Linked DNA regions of Zea mays: all the other regions are linked to region 1. The links are chromatin contacts, called in public Hi-C maps. All regions are on one chromosome and are shown on one strand. The core of a region is the stretch at or near the end of the contact, and the rest is flanking DNA. Distances in the headings are between cores, read along the strand shown.

Evidence for each region. Hi-C and Micro-C count contacts between places; a contact is called where the count stands out from the background.
Region 2: a contact with region 1 is called in a Hi-C map of endosperm, with 4 times the contacts expected there. The contact joins the promoter of LOC103633043 here to the promoter of LOC100381797 in region 1. A contact is called at or near these places in 3 of 25 Hi-C or Micro-C datasets (bundle sheath, ear and endosperm).
Region 3: a Hi-C map of tassel shows a contact between it and region 1, with 3 times the contacts expected there. The contact joins the promoter of LOC100283981 here to the promoter of LOC100381797 in region 1. A contact is called at or near these places in 5 of 25 Hi-C or Micro-C datasets (ear, endosperm, leaf and 1 more).

The regions. Positions count from the first base shown.
Region 1 is chr7:145,929,272-145,933,257 of Zm-B73-REFERENCE-NAM-5.0, reverse strand. It overlaps LOC100381797, which reads left to right and starts at 2,362. Exons shown (of 5, transcript NM_001361315.1): 1 at 2,362-2,603; 2 at 2,702-2,848; 3 at 2,970-3,446. The coding sequence starts at 3,038.
Region 2 is chr7:146,651,929-146,655,914 of Zm-B73-REFERENCE-NAM-5.0, reverse strand. It overlaps LOC103633043, which reads right to left and starts at 2,141. Exons shown (of 2, transcript XM_008654728.3): 1 at 1,758-2,141; 2 at 809-1,670. The coding sequence starts at 2,026. The coding sequence ends at 1,349. It overlaps LOC103633042 (transcription factor RF2a), which reads right to left. Exons shown (of 4, transcript XM_008654727.4): 3 at 3,597-3,681; 4 at 2,667-3,405. The coding sequence ends at 3,071.
Region 3 is chr7:145,336,556-145,340,541 of Zm-B73-REFERENCE-NAM-5.0, reverse strand. It overlaps LOC100283981 (proteasome subunit beta type 4), which reads left to right and starts at 2,322. Exons shown (of 6, transcript NM_001156879.2): 1 at 2,322-2,637. The coding sequence starts at 2,525. LOC100277031 reads left to right here. Exons shown (of 6, transcript NM_001407169.1): 3 at 285-434; 4 at 528-775; 5 at 1,035-1,190; 6 at 1,298-1,794. The coding sequence ends at 1,463.

The DNA of each region.
Region 1 (3,986 bases), core at 1,113-3,612:
CATTTTTAAGTTTTTTAAAAGGATGCCAATATCTATATTTTATTATAAAAAAATATACTATAAATTTATCGGACAATGTGTCTAAGGATTATAAACATTCATATATTATTTCATTTTAATCAAGTCTAGAATTTATTATTATTATTTTGAAGTGTGCGACACATATTTATTTGGGAATTGGGAGGGAAGGATGAAAGTAAAAAAAAACGGTGGGTGGTGGTGGAGGAGCCATTGTCAATTTTACCATTACCATTTATGGGTTTCGCTAATATACTATCGAACCCACGAATCATAGACACAGTTGATTCCACCAGTCATATACACGGGATAACATAATAATAAGAAAGTCAAAATTGAGAGTGACAAAATTATAAATTTCTCCAGAGTGGGGGTGGTGTTTGAATTTTCACCTCGTCAATCATCATGCACGCACCACACCTTGTCCAGGAAGTCAAATCGTCTGTACATATTTGTGCGGTTCTTCTTGGGCTGACGTAAAAATCCCGTCGTCCTCCTGCGGCAGAGATACTATGATGATTGTGTTGGCTGGCGTAGCAGCCAGTGCACTATACTACCACACCTGATCGGGGAATCATATTAATAAAGCAAAGTGAGCGCGTGCGTTATGGGCACTTTAATCGTGCCGAGTTGACCATTTGACTTCGTGTCACCGCCTGCGGGTCGTCTGCTGCATGATGATGCTCTCTCTGTTTCACTACGCGGTGACCAAAACTCTTTCGGTTCCTGGGCAGATCGACGTGCACCTGCGCCTGGATTCGAATGAATGTCGATAGAGACACGTGCAGAAAAACAAAAAGACCAGACGCAGAGACAAGCTAGTGCTCGATCGATCTGTGCCTTGGTGGTTAGCCTGTGACTGCGGAGAAAGGGTGCCCTTTTTGTTTTGATGCGTGATTGATCGATCGCAAAGCAGCTTTTAAGCTCAACCTGATCTACTTACTTACTACTACTAGCTACTACCACTACCACTGATGCAGTGCTGTGACACTGTATGCATGGGGGCTGCCAAAGCCAAAGCAGTGTGCACCACCATCGTTGCCTGCCGATCTCCTGCTGCACTTGCTCATGCATCCAGTGGGACTGGGACCAGACCACCACCAGAGTACCAAACGGACTTGGACTGGGTGCGGCCGTGCGGTCTACAGTTAGTCGTGCTGCGGGTAGTGGCAGTGGTAGCTCCCCATATGCGTGGGCCCTCCATATGCCGGGGCCAAAGCCCAAACATCGGCGTCAGAAATTTAACGTGTGGGGTTCTTTTGCTTTTGCTTGCTCACACCAGTGACGCTGAGAGCCATACGGGCCCGCCAGCCGTCTTCATCTCTCCTCCTCAAAAGACAAAAAGGGGGGGAAAACCACTTGCATGAGCGACTGGTTCCTCATGCATGTTATGTCACCACCAGACGGATATAATTCTATAAATAAATAAATAAACAAATAAATAAAATCCATCGCGACTACAAAATAACAATATTTTAGGTCACTCCGTCCAAACATTAGTGATATTGACAAGCATAGACAAATATGCTCCAACGTGCAGGTTCACATGATCGATATGTCACCTGTTAACTTTGCTATAAATATATGAGGCACCAAATTCATAGATTGGATCTATTTGCTTAGAATCATATCTTACAGATACAGTTAGCTCTTATATAGATTCTACCACATAATGCACGTATTGGATTAGCATCGGTCGACGATGCATCATCATCATAGGTGCCGTTTGGTTCACGAAAATGTAACATAAATGGTAATAATTTACACTCAAATACCGGCGGTAATAAATTTGAATAAGACAATATTCATTTATAATATGATATCGATTACGGTTAGACTTAAACAAACATGATTTAACGTTATAGGTTATCCATCACGTATTAATATGTGAACCAAACGACACCCTATTTCTTATAAGTTATTACGTCCGTTCTTTTTTATTTATTATGTTTTAGTTTAAATATAAACTTGCGGGAGATAAATATTTGAGAACAGTTAGTACTAAATACGGACCAGGAGACAAAAAAAATTGTCGAACGGGGTAGTTACTCCGTCCGTTTTTTTATTTGTCGCGTTTCAGGAGCATATACACGCTACGTGGTGTGACGCTTAACAGCACGGTATACGTGGAGGAAACGGTTACTATATGGCCGGGAAAAAGTTTTATCTTTCTTTAACGCAAGAAAGAAGGCAGCAAAGTCACACAATTATTCCCCCACGGGTGAAAAATAGAAAAATCAGGAGCCGGAGACCACCCGCGTGCTCTGCTCACACATCCTTCAGCAGTCGTCGTCCTCGTTGATAAGCAGGGGAGGTGGATCACTCGAACGAACCTAATAATAAGTGAGCTTCCAGGTCGGGGAGAGGGACCGCCGGTGGAAAAACTTTGGAGGCGCCCAACTTCCAAGATACCCACTAGCTCCCTCCCAGCCTCCCACCTTGCCCTTTCCACCCTTCGCTGATGCTAGAATGATGGGATTTTTGGAGCTCTAAGACAAGTACTACTGATCCTTGCGCTTCACTCGCCCTCTTGCTCCCTGCGTGTTCTTGATTTGGCCTCAAAATTTGTTGCTTGTTTTCTCGTGGTGAGGAACTATCTTACCTACTTGTTAGGGGATGAGACGTTTTTTTTAGTTCTCCTTGAAATTTATGTGCATGCTAATTTGTTTGATTCTTTTTGCAGTTTGAGGTGACATCTCGGTTCTAAAAATCTGCCAGATTTCTTCTCCCTGTTTGTATGGACAAATTTGGGAACGAACCCTAGTCTGTGTGTGAAGCAGCCAAAGTAGTGTTCTTGCGGAGCAAAGCAAAGCTAAAGCGGCAGCAGTTGGTGAGGATACAAGAGATACAGAAGGGCTTGTTAGATTCTGTAAAGACATTCTTATTAGCTGATATTTTTTTTCCATCAACTGGGGCCGGTTTTTCGGAAGTACGCCCATCTTGGATTAAAGCCTCTCAATTTCAGGATTCGGCACAAGCACAATACCATCAGGTGAACAAGAGCCATTTGGTCTTGGGCATGGAGAAGCAATCCAGCACCCGGCATGGTGCCCTAGAGAAATTGAAGAGCTTCCGGGGGATAGAGAAGCAGAGAAGCTTCAAGTTCTTGTCCATGGAGAAGCAGCAGAGCTTCAAAAGGAACAAGGACAGCCCGGGGAAGCGGGGTGACACCGCACTCCACCTTGCGGCGAGGGCTGGCAGTGTTGCACATGTCCAGAGGATCCTTGCGGAGTGTGATCCAGAGCTGCTGGTGGAGTTAGCTGCCCGCCAGAATCAGGACGGTGAGACTGCTTTGTATGTGTCTGCTGAGAAGGGCCATGTCGAAGTTGTGTGTGAGATTTTGAAGGCTTCTGATGTGCAGTCAGCTGGACTCAAGGCCAGTAACAGCTTCGACGCATTCCATATTGCGGCAAAGCAGGGCCATTTGGGTGAGTTTTCATTCCTCGTCATTAATTAGTTGAGGATTAGGTAGTGTGAATCGGAATTCTTTAATATACGGATTCATTTGTTTTGTACCGGCAGTTCTATGTGATCTTTTGTATTGGTCATTGTTCCTGCAGTTCGCATGTTTATAAAAATTGACTTTTATCTCATTGACTTATGCAAATCTCTATGATCATGAAGGATCTGTTCCCCACATTTTCCCCCTAGGAACATGTAGTGTGAAAACAGTAACACTGAGTCCCTGATTTCCTTTTGCTCAGATAGCTTATAAATTTACTTGGCTGATCTGGTCTAGATTAAAACCTACCATGTTTGTCTTTCTTGGTTTTACAGACAAATTCTTGATTTCTGAGAGTTGGCAATTTTCTACAATCTTACCATGTTGTTGCGTCTAAATCAAAGAACTGGCAATCCTATATCTAGTGACAAGATATGATGGTCCTTGTCTGCTCATCCAGGAACCTTCACCAGACCAATTAGGCTATGTAATTTCTGATATTTGAGTTAGTATGCAGTGTTGAAGA
Region 2 (3,986 bases), core at 892-3,391, 720 kb before region 1:
AAGACACCGGCGCTCCGCCGTCGCGCGCGCGCGGTAGTTGGGAAGTGGAACGACGGAGAGGGAAGAGGAGCGGAGAGAGATATGGAGTAAATGAGGCTAGCCGCAGTCGTCCACTCTACATGGAACGCTACTGGTATAGAGTCCGTTACACAGTGAAATATTCGCCGCAGCGGGCGACTCGACCGCGGACGGTAAAACACGGACGGGCTCGAAAAACTCCATTTCCAGAGTTCCGTTTCATTTACTCCATATCTCTCTCCGCTCCTCTTCCCTCTCCGTCATTCCACTTCCTAAACAGTTCTATTTGTTCGATAACATTGTTTTAGCAAGCCCATACAATCTGTTTTCGTCTTTGCAGACATCACTTGCAGCTACCAACTTTGCGGAGGTTGAAGGGCATGCGTTTGGATTCATGCACTGTTGGGACCGTATGAAGGACGAGCCCAAATGGGGTAACCCAACACAACTTGGGACTGAAGCTCATCTAGAAGGCGACGGCTTGGAAGAGGACTCCAACAGGGTGCACGTTGATGCAGACAAGTCAGCTGGAAAAAGGCCGGTTGGTAGAGACAGAGCTAAAGCAGCGAGCAAGAAATCTAAATCGGTGTCAGGTGATACATCTTCTTCAGAGTATGCTAGTAGGATGCAGGACCTGTCCATTCAAAAAATAAATATCATGCAAGAAGAAAGCGTGCGCAAAGGTGAGCGATTCCAGCAGCTTGCTACAATTGATGAGAAAAGGTACCAGGAAATGCGTAATCACAACCAATCGGTATTAGATATTGAGCAAGAGAAAGTTAGAATCATGTGTGAGAAGCATTATCTCCACTATCATATTGTGCAGGATGATACAAGCCATCATTATCTCGCTAATCTGTTTAGGGTACCAACCATAAGCAGGCCCTCGTACAACAGCAAAACGAGCCCTCAACACTCCAAAAGCACGCTCAATGTCTTTACACGCACTTTCCTGACGTGTGCTGAAGTGTTGGGTCTTTGTCTCCATGGGATGACGAATGCTCTTGACAAAGGCAGGCCACGTGGGGTATATACCATCAGCTAGATAATAACCCATGTCGTATGTACGACCGTTCACCAGGAAATTCACAGGAGCTGATTGCCCCCTTAGATAAGAAGAGAAAACAGGAGATCTTTGAAGCACATTTATATCATTGTTACTGCCTGGCATCCCAAAGTAAGCATGCCATATCCATAGGTCATGCGATGCAACCGCTTCAAGAATCATAGATGGATGCTTCCCACGTCCGGTGAACATGCCCTTCCATGCACTTGGACAGTTCCGCCACTCCTAGTGCATACAGTCGATGCTACCTAGCATCCCCGGGAATCAGCGTTGCTCACCCTCCGCTAAGAGCCTTGCTACATCGGCGGCGTTTGGGGCCCTTAGGTAATACGGACCATAGACGTCTATGATAGCTCGACAGAAATGTCGTAATGCTTCTCTAGCAGTGGACTCACCTATACGAACATACTCGTCAATGGCATTAGCAGACAAGCCATATGCCAGGATGCGAAGAGCCGCGACACACTTTTGAAGAGCGGAAAGTCCCAACTTCCCACAACAATCATGTTTCCTAGTGAAGTAGTTGGGGTTCCGAGCTTGAACAGCGTCTACAATGCGTAACACCACATGCCTCCGCATGCGAAACCTGCACGTAAATGGAACATTACCTAATGAACTTGTACGAATAAATAATATTTGAACACATATAGGTCATTGGACATCAGAGGCGTACCTTTCTCGGAATTGCCTGTCATTAAACACAGGCTGATCAGCGAAATAATCAAGCCAAATTCTTTGATGACCATCAGCATCACCCAGGTTTCTTGGACGTATTTGGTTAGGTGGCGCATCCGACCGTCGCCGACGCTGAGAACTCTCGCATTGCACAAGGTGGTTGTATGTTGCAAGCTCAGCTTCATCGTCGTCTACTAAGTGATGCATGTCGTCGTCTTCCTCGTCCATCATCCAAAATCTTGTAAACGAACTTTGGTAGCCGGCCATGGGAAACTCTATGGATGCAGTGTGTTCTCAAGTGTGTTGTCGTAGCTTTGGCTTCAATTTGTAGTATCCCCGGCTCCTTTTATACAGACACTTGCATACAAACTTTGTCACCTGTTGCTGTTGCACCCGTGAGTAGAAGGACACTTGCTTTTGTAAAAATAAAAGTTGGCAGCCTTGGACCATACTGGCTTTTGCGAAAAGAAATTTTGTCTCAGCCTTTCACATGCGGCAACATGTGGTTGAACGTTTTCCAAAAAAAAATATGTGCAAGAACGTGCATGCGGCAAGAATTCCAGCACTTGGCGGCAGCATGTGGCAGCCGGAAGCAGCAGGTGGCAGTTGGGATGGGAAATGAAAGAGAAATTGAAAAGAAATAATATAATATGTGATAGTTGGTATAGAGTTGAGATATAGAGTAAACATGACTGCAGAGGATTGTGGTATAGAGTAGATAATCTTGCTGACGGGTATAGAATATTACTTTTAGAGTAGAAATTTAGAGTAGTATGAGTGCGGATAGCCTAAATATCCGAATGCAATAGCAATGCATCTAGTACCTGGATGTGTTTGGTTAGTTTGATGTTAAAGTAGGATAAGACGGGACAACACTGTTCCCTCGATTTTTAGGATCACGCCGCCATAAAAAATTACTCCGTGACTCTCATCAAACGTTGCCTTCTTCCATCCCTTCTTGTACATCCAACTACACACTCTTGCTCAATACGGGAGATTTCATTTGAAGCCCTGAAATCCCAACCATTTTTACCCTTTAAACTAGCGAAGAGATACAGACAGATTCCGACAGATAAAACACCTGTTACCATCCGAGTTTCTGGACACAGTACGCTGCAGGAGAGCTGAGCCACCGAGTTAACAGTAAAACTGAAGCTGAACTGAGCCTGTAGATAGATAGCCCGAGCTAACGGTAACTACACATGCACGGCAGCACCCCCCCCCCCCCCCCCCCCCCCCTAGAACAAGGGGATCTCCACTCCTAGCTAACCAGTAACCACATACACCAAAACTCCAGTGCCAGTAGTAGCCTCAGCTGCCGCTGCTCCCAGACTTCCCACCGCCCCACTGGCCTTGGGCGCCCAGATGCCCTTTCATTTTGAGGTCTCTCGCCACCTGCTGGAGATGCTGCGCCTGCAGCTGCTGCTGAGGCTGGGAGTGGAGCTGGAGCTGCTGCAGCTGGTGCGTCGCCAGCATGGATTGCATCGCTTGGCTCTGGCTGCTGTGGAACGTCTGCTGGTTGCCTCCTCCAAACGCGCGTGGCACGGCGCCAAAGTTCATCATCATGCCTCCACCACCATTGGCCGGCCCCTGCCCTGTTGCCACCTTCAGCCGCTGGACCTCAGCTTTCAGTGTGTCGTTCAAAGCTGCACCAACAACAGCAGCAAACACTAGTGAGCTTATGCTCTCATATATTTCGCATGCACACAGGCTCTGGTATCATGCATAGGAGAAGTAGTACCATGCCCAAAAAAAAACTGTTACTACAGTACACCTAATAACTAAAATGTCGGACAAATGTACAATCCATCATTCACAAGGGTCTAATGAATATTACCATCTTGTAAGTGGACTTGCTGTTCCATGGTCTGCAGGCGAATCTTCAGCTCACTGTTCTCGGTCGTTAGCCCAGTGGTGTCTCTCTGACATAGCAACACAAGTAGAATAACAGTTAGTAGCAAAAGCAAGGTAAGTGAGCAGAATAGCTGTTGTTCATTGCATGAGCATAGTCCAGCATCTAGCTGCGATCCACAAGTATTTTGTATATTAATTGGTAGTTCTAGAAGGAACGATGCTATGCTCCATAGTCCATACAAAAAGAGAGATTGCTAAAGTTACGACCTCATTTCACTAAGTTTTAAGATGTCAAAACTTTTGTAACAATACATCACACTTTTCTGTACACAGCATAGTTCTGGCCAATCATTAAGATAATATGACAACGGAT
Region 3 (3,986 bases), core at 1,073-3,572, 590 kb after region 1:
TGAGGATGTACAATGAATGTTGGTTCGCGTACCGGCCTTGATCCCTATTTATTTACATGGTATGAAAGGGGGCCACCACCAACACGGTCAGGATGCGAGTGAGGTCCGACTCGATCCTCTGACAGAGTCCGGATGAGATCAACCCAACAAAACTGACCTGTGTCCTGTTCAGTTTCCAACTGTTTCCATAACCAAACTACTATCTTTAGTAGAGGTTATTTGGATGTCCTCTGTATATCCAACTGCATCCAGTTTCGGCATATTGAGTCATGCTTGACTTGCAGGAAACAAGCATATTGAATCCACTCCGCGTGATGATTATTGGAGATATGCTTTACTTGATCCATGTTAAAGGACTTGCGGAACATGCATCACCAAACGCAAGGTCGCAGCAAGGGCTAGCTTTCGTGGACCTAGAGAAAAGATGTTGCAATGTATTTACCTTCTCAGACCACACTTTTGTATTTCTGTCTACTGTGAAGTGAATGTGTAGTATTTGTTGTTAATGAAAAGTTGTTTGTGTTCAGCTGCTTACAACCATAGAAGAGAATGACACTGTGCTGGAGCTTGTATCCATACAAGATCAATTCACAGCCAAATTTCCTCTAGATCTGTCTGATGTTCGACCTGGAATAACAAAGCAAATGTCAGGAAATCCACAGAGTACTGTTGTTGCAGAGTGCACTGACAATCACGTTGAGGACAGGACCCTATTGGTCGTTGATCTGAGTAGCTTCCTCGAGAACACCCAGATTGCCTTGCCTTCTCTGAATGGGTAATTTCTGGTTCTGTGTCATCAAAACTGTAACCATGAAATTCTTGATCTAGTGAAACCACTGTTTGAACACTTGGAAGAAAAAAACATTTGCACAGCGGCATCAGCATAAAAAATGGCAAATTTATTCGTTTTGATAGTTCTAATAACATGTAACAGAGGTGTGGTTCATACTGCCATTGTTATGGATGCTATCTTGATTAAGTTTTGACATTTGCTCTGCTCTCTGAATAACATGCTTCTGTTTCAATATCTGCAGGTGGCTTTTAGGTTATCCGGTAACATATTTGTTCCGCAATGCAAGTTCTGAGGCAGCGATACAGAACCTCTCAAGGCAGTCTCTGCATATCTACCGAGTATATGTGTGCGGAAGTTATCGGTCAGCTGGCGAACGAAGAGAAGAGGAACTGATGAGGTAAAGTGCATCGATTTGTAAGCAGCCCCAGTCGGCAGGTCCGCTCTTTCCTTTGGGAGCGGGATTTTACATGGAATCTTGTAAACTAGCTGTAGTATGGTTGCCAGTTTTTCAGTTCCATGTGGCGCGAGCACGAAGCGTGATGAAGAAGTATGGGCTAGATCGTTCATAGCTCGCATGAATGAGAAGCTCAGGCGATGCAGCCAAGTCTGGGCATCCATAAGGCTAGAAGTCGAGGTTTTCCAGAGCCAGTCGCAGGTCATTGTGTTGTAGTTGAGATCAGTATGGCTGTTATTACGGGCTGATGGCATAAACTCCTTATACAAAGCGACGTGTCTCAGAAGTATCACTGCCCTGGGCCAAATAAACGAGTTGGATACAAGTCATGCATGCAGAGGCCGGAGGTCATATCCATTATATATTTTATATATTTATCTAAAAAAGCCATTATATTATGCTCGAATTATTGAGCAGTTTATGTCACTATAAATTCAAATTCGTTTTAGTCGTTTCTGTTGACTTTGTATAACCTAATCCTTGACGCCGACATGTCTTTTATATTTACATCAAAATCACAAAGGATGAATGCTCGAGTTACAATTTGAAGTTGTTGTTGTTTTGTTCCACGTGCTCTTGGACTCAAGGGTCTGTTTGGTTCAGGTGTTTGTTTCCAAAAATCTGATTTCGCTGAGTTGTGACTGTTAGAAAGATGTCGTGAGCTGATGATTATGAAAAAAATAAAATATGTTTGGATGAAATAATTGTCAACTATAGATTCTATAAAAATATGATAGCTTAGTAATATAGATGACCGTATATGAAAAATCAAGGTAGGTGATTCTAAGGTGTGGTTTATAAAGACTAATTTTTAGTCACTCCATTTTATTACCTAAATTATTAGATTTCGTATTTAATAATTTAAGGATTAAAAATTAGTTCATAGAAATCAAAGACCCACTAAATTAAACTAGTTGTTCGAACCTTATTGAGAAAGCTGAACTAAATTCATCCTCAGTCTTGTCGGCCTAAATCGAATTCACCCAGTCTTTTCGGTCTAAATCGATCTGGCACATTGTTAGTACTCCTGCTACGTACTATGTTTCTAGTAGCCCACAAGATCTAGCCCAGTCCAAACCTTTCGATCCGTGGTGTGTTGGATCTGAACCCAAGCTCCGAGTCGCTTTCGGGGTGGGCATTCTCCTCTTCGTCTTCGGTTGCAAGAAAGAAAAAGGTCACCCCTCTAACACCACGCCGCCGCCGTTTGCTGCTCGGCGCCTCTCCTCACAACCCGTACGCCAACGTCTCCAATCTCGTATACTTTCGTGCTCAGCATCATGGACGGCTTCCCCAAGAGCGTCGGCGGTGGCGGCCCTAACATTCCGGCGGGATCCCACCCCGCAGGCGGGAGCCAGGCGGCGGCAGGAGGAGGCGCGACGCAGCGGACGCAGTAAGTCTGTCCGCCTATGTTCGGTTCTTGCGTTCGTGGTTCAGATCGCGACTTCGCGTTACTTTGCCTACCCCCCCTCCTCGTCCTCCTCCTTCGGGTGAAGATTTCGGTGCTTCCGGTCGCGGTTCAGATCCCTACTTTGCGTTACTTCGCTCCGCTTCTTTTGGGCGAAGATTTGAGCAAATTTTGCGGTGGACTATTAGTCGAATATTGAGAAAATTGATATTTTAGGACCGATAATATTAGGTTTCGCATATTTATGACTTCAAACGTTGGCTTTGCAAAATTAGTACTTATATCATTGACATCTTGATTAATACGACATCATAGTTTATTTCTTGTTTTCTAATCCGTTTTCTAAAATGCTTGCCATCTAAGATGACTCATGTCCCTGTGTCAGCTGCTACGCTTAGAGAGTGCCAGGAAAAATATCAAAAAAAATAAACAAAAAATAGAGATCAACAGGACTTGAACCTTGACTGCCAAGTTCAAAAAATAGTACTTACACCACTATGCTAACTAACCTTATATGATCTTAGGGTGTGTCGTGGCCCATATGGACCACCCACTCCCCTGCTGTGTCATTAATTGTGTGAGTCTGATCCTTGTCCGCCACACCATATTCGTTTCTGCCCTCCGCCTTGAAGTGTACACTAGATGAGAGATCGGATCAGAACAGTGGCCTGCATGACCTGTTGTTTTGACTCGAAGCAAGACCAGAAGAAGGTAGCTGATCCACGGAAAAAAGAATGAACAGATTCGGCTTTAGGGGCTTCATATAGCTTCCAACTGATGAAGCAAATTCCATGTGGCAGCATCCAAACTCTGATGTCTTGCAACTGATCTGAATAGCTGAAGCCAAGACACACTAGCCTGTCACTCATCACATTTTTTGGTACCTGAAACTAGGTGCGCACAGATTAGCTTGGTTGTCGAGAAGCAAAAGCTGCTTAGCCTCAAGGTCTGTTGCCACCTTTTCACCAATGGGGAGAACCAATTCAATATTAGTCATTTGATCTTGTATAAACAGAAAAACCAACCAATGTATTGTAGACAAAATAAGAACGAACTCTAGTATTTATGGGATGTCAAATAACATGACAAAGGAGAGGCGGCTGGGATCGAGCAGCAATAGAAAGAAAGAACCTAGAGTTGCTAGGGATAGTTTGGTCATTTGTAATATCTTAGAGAGATAAAAAAGGATTTAATTAATTAAAAAAGCTTGAAATTTTCTATCTATCCTAAGAAAACAAGGATGGAATCGAATCTACGTCATTTATGCGGAAGCAAGGAATGTGACCCCGTTTCGTCGTAGCTGTATGGAAAGGAGTCCTAAATAATCAATTTTC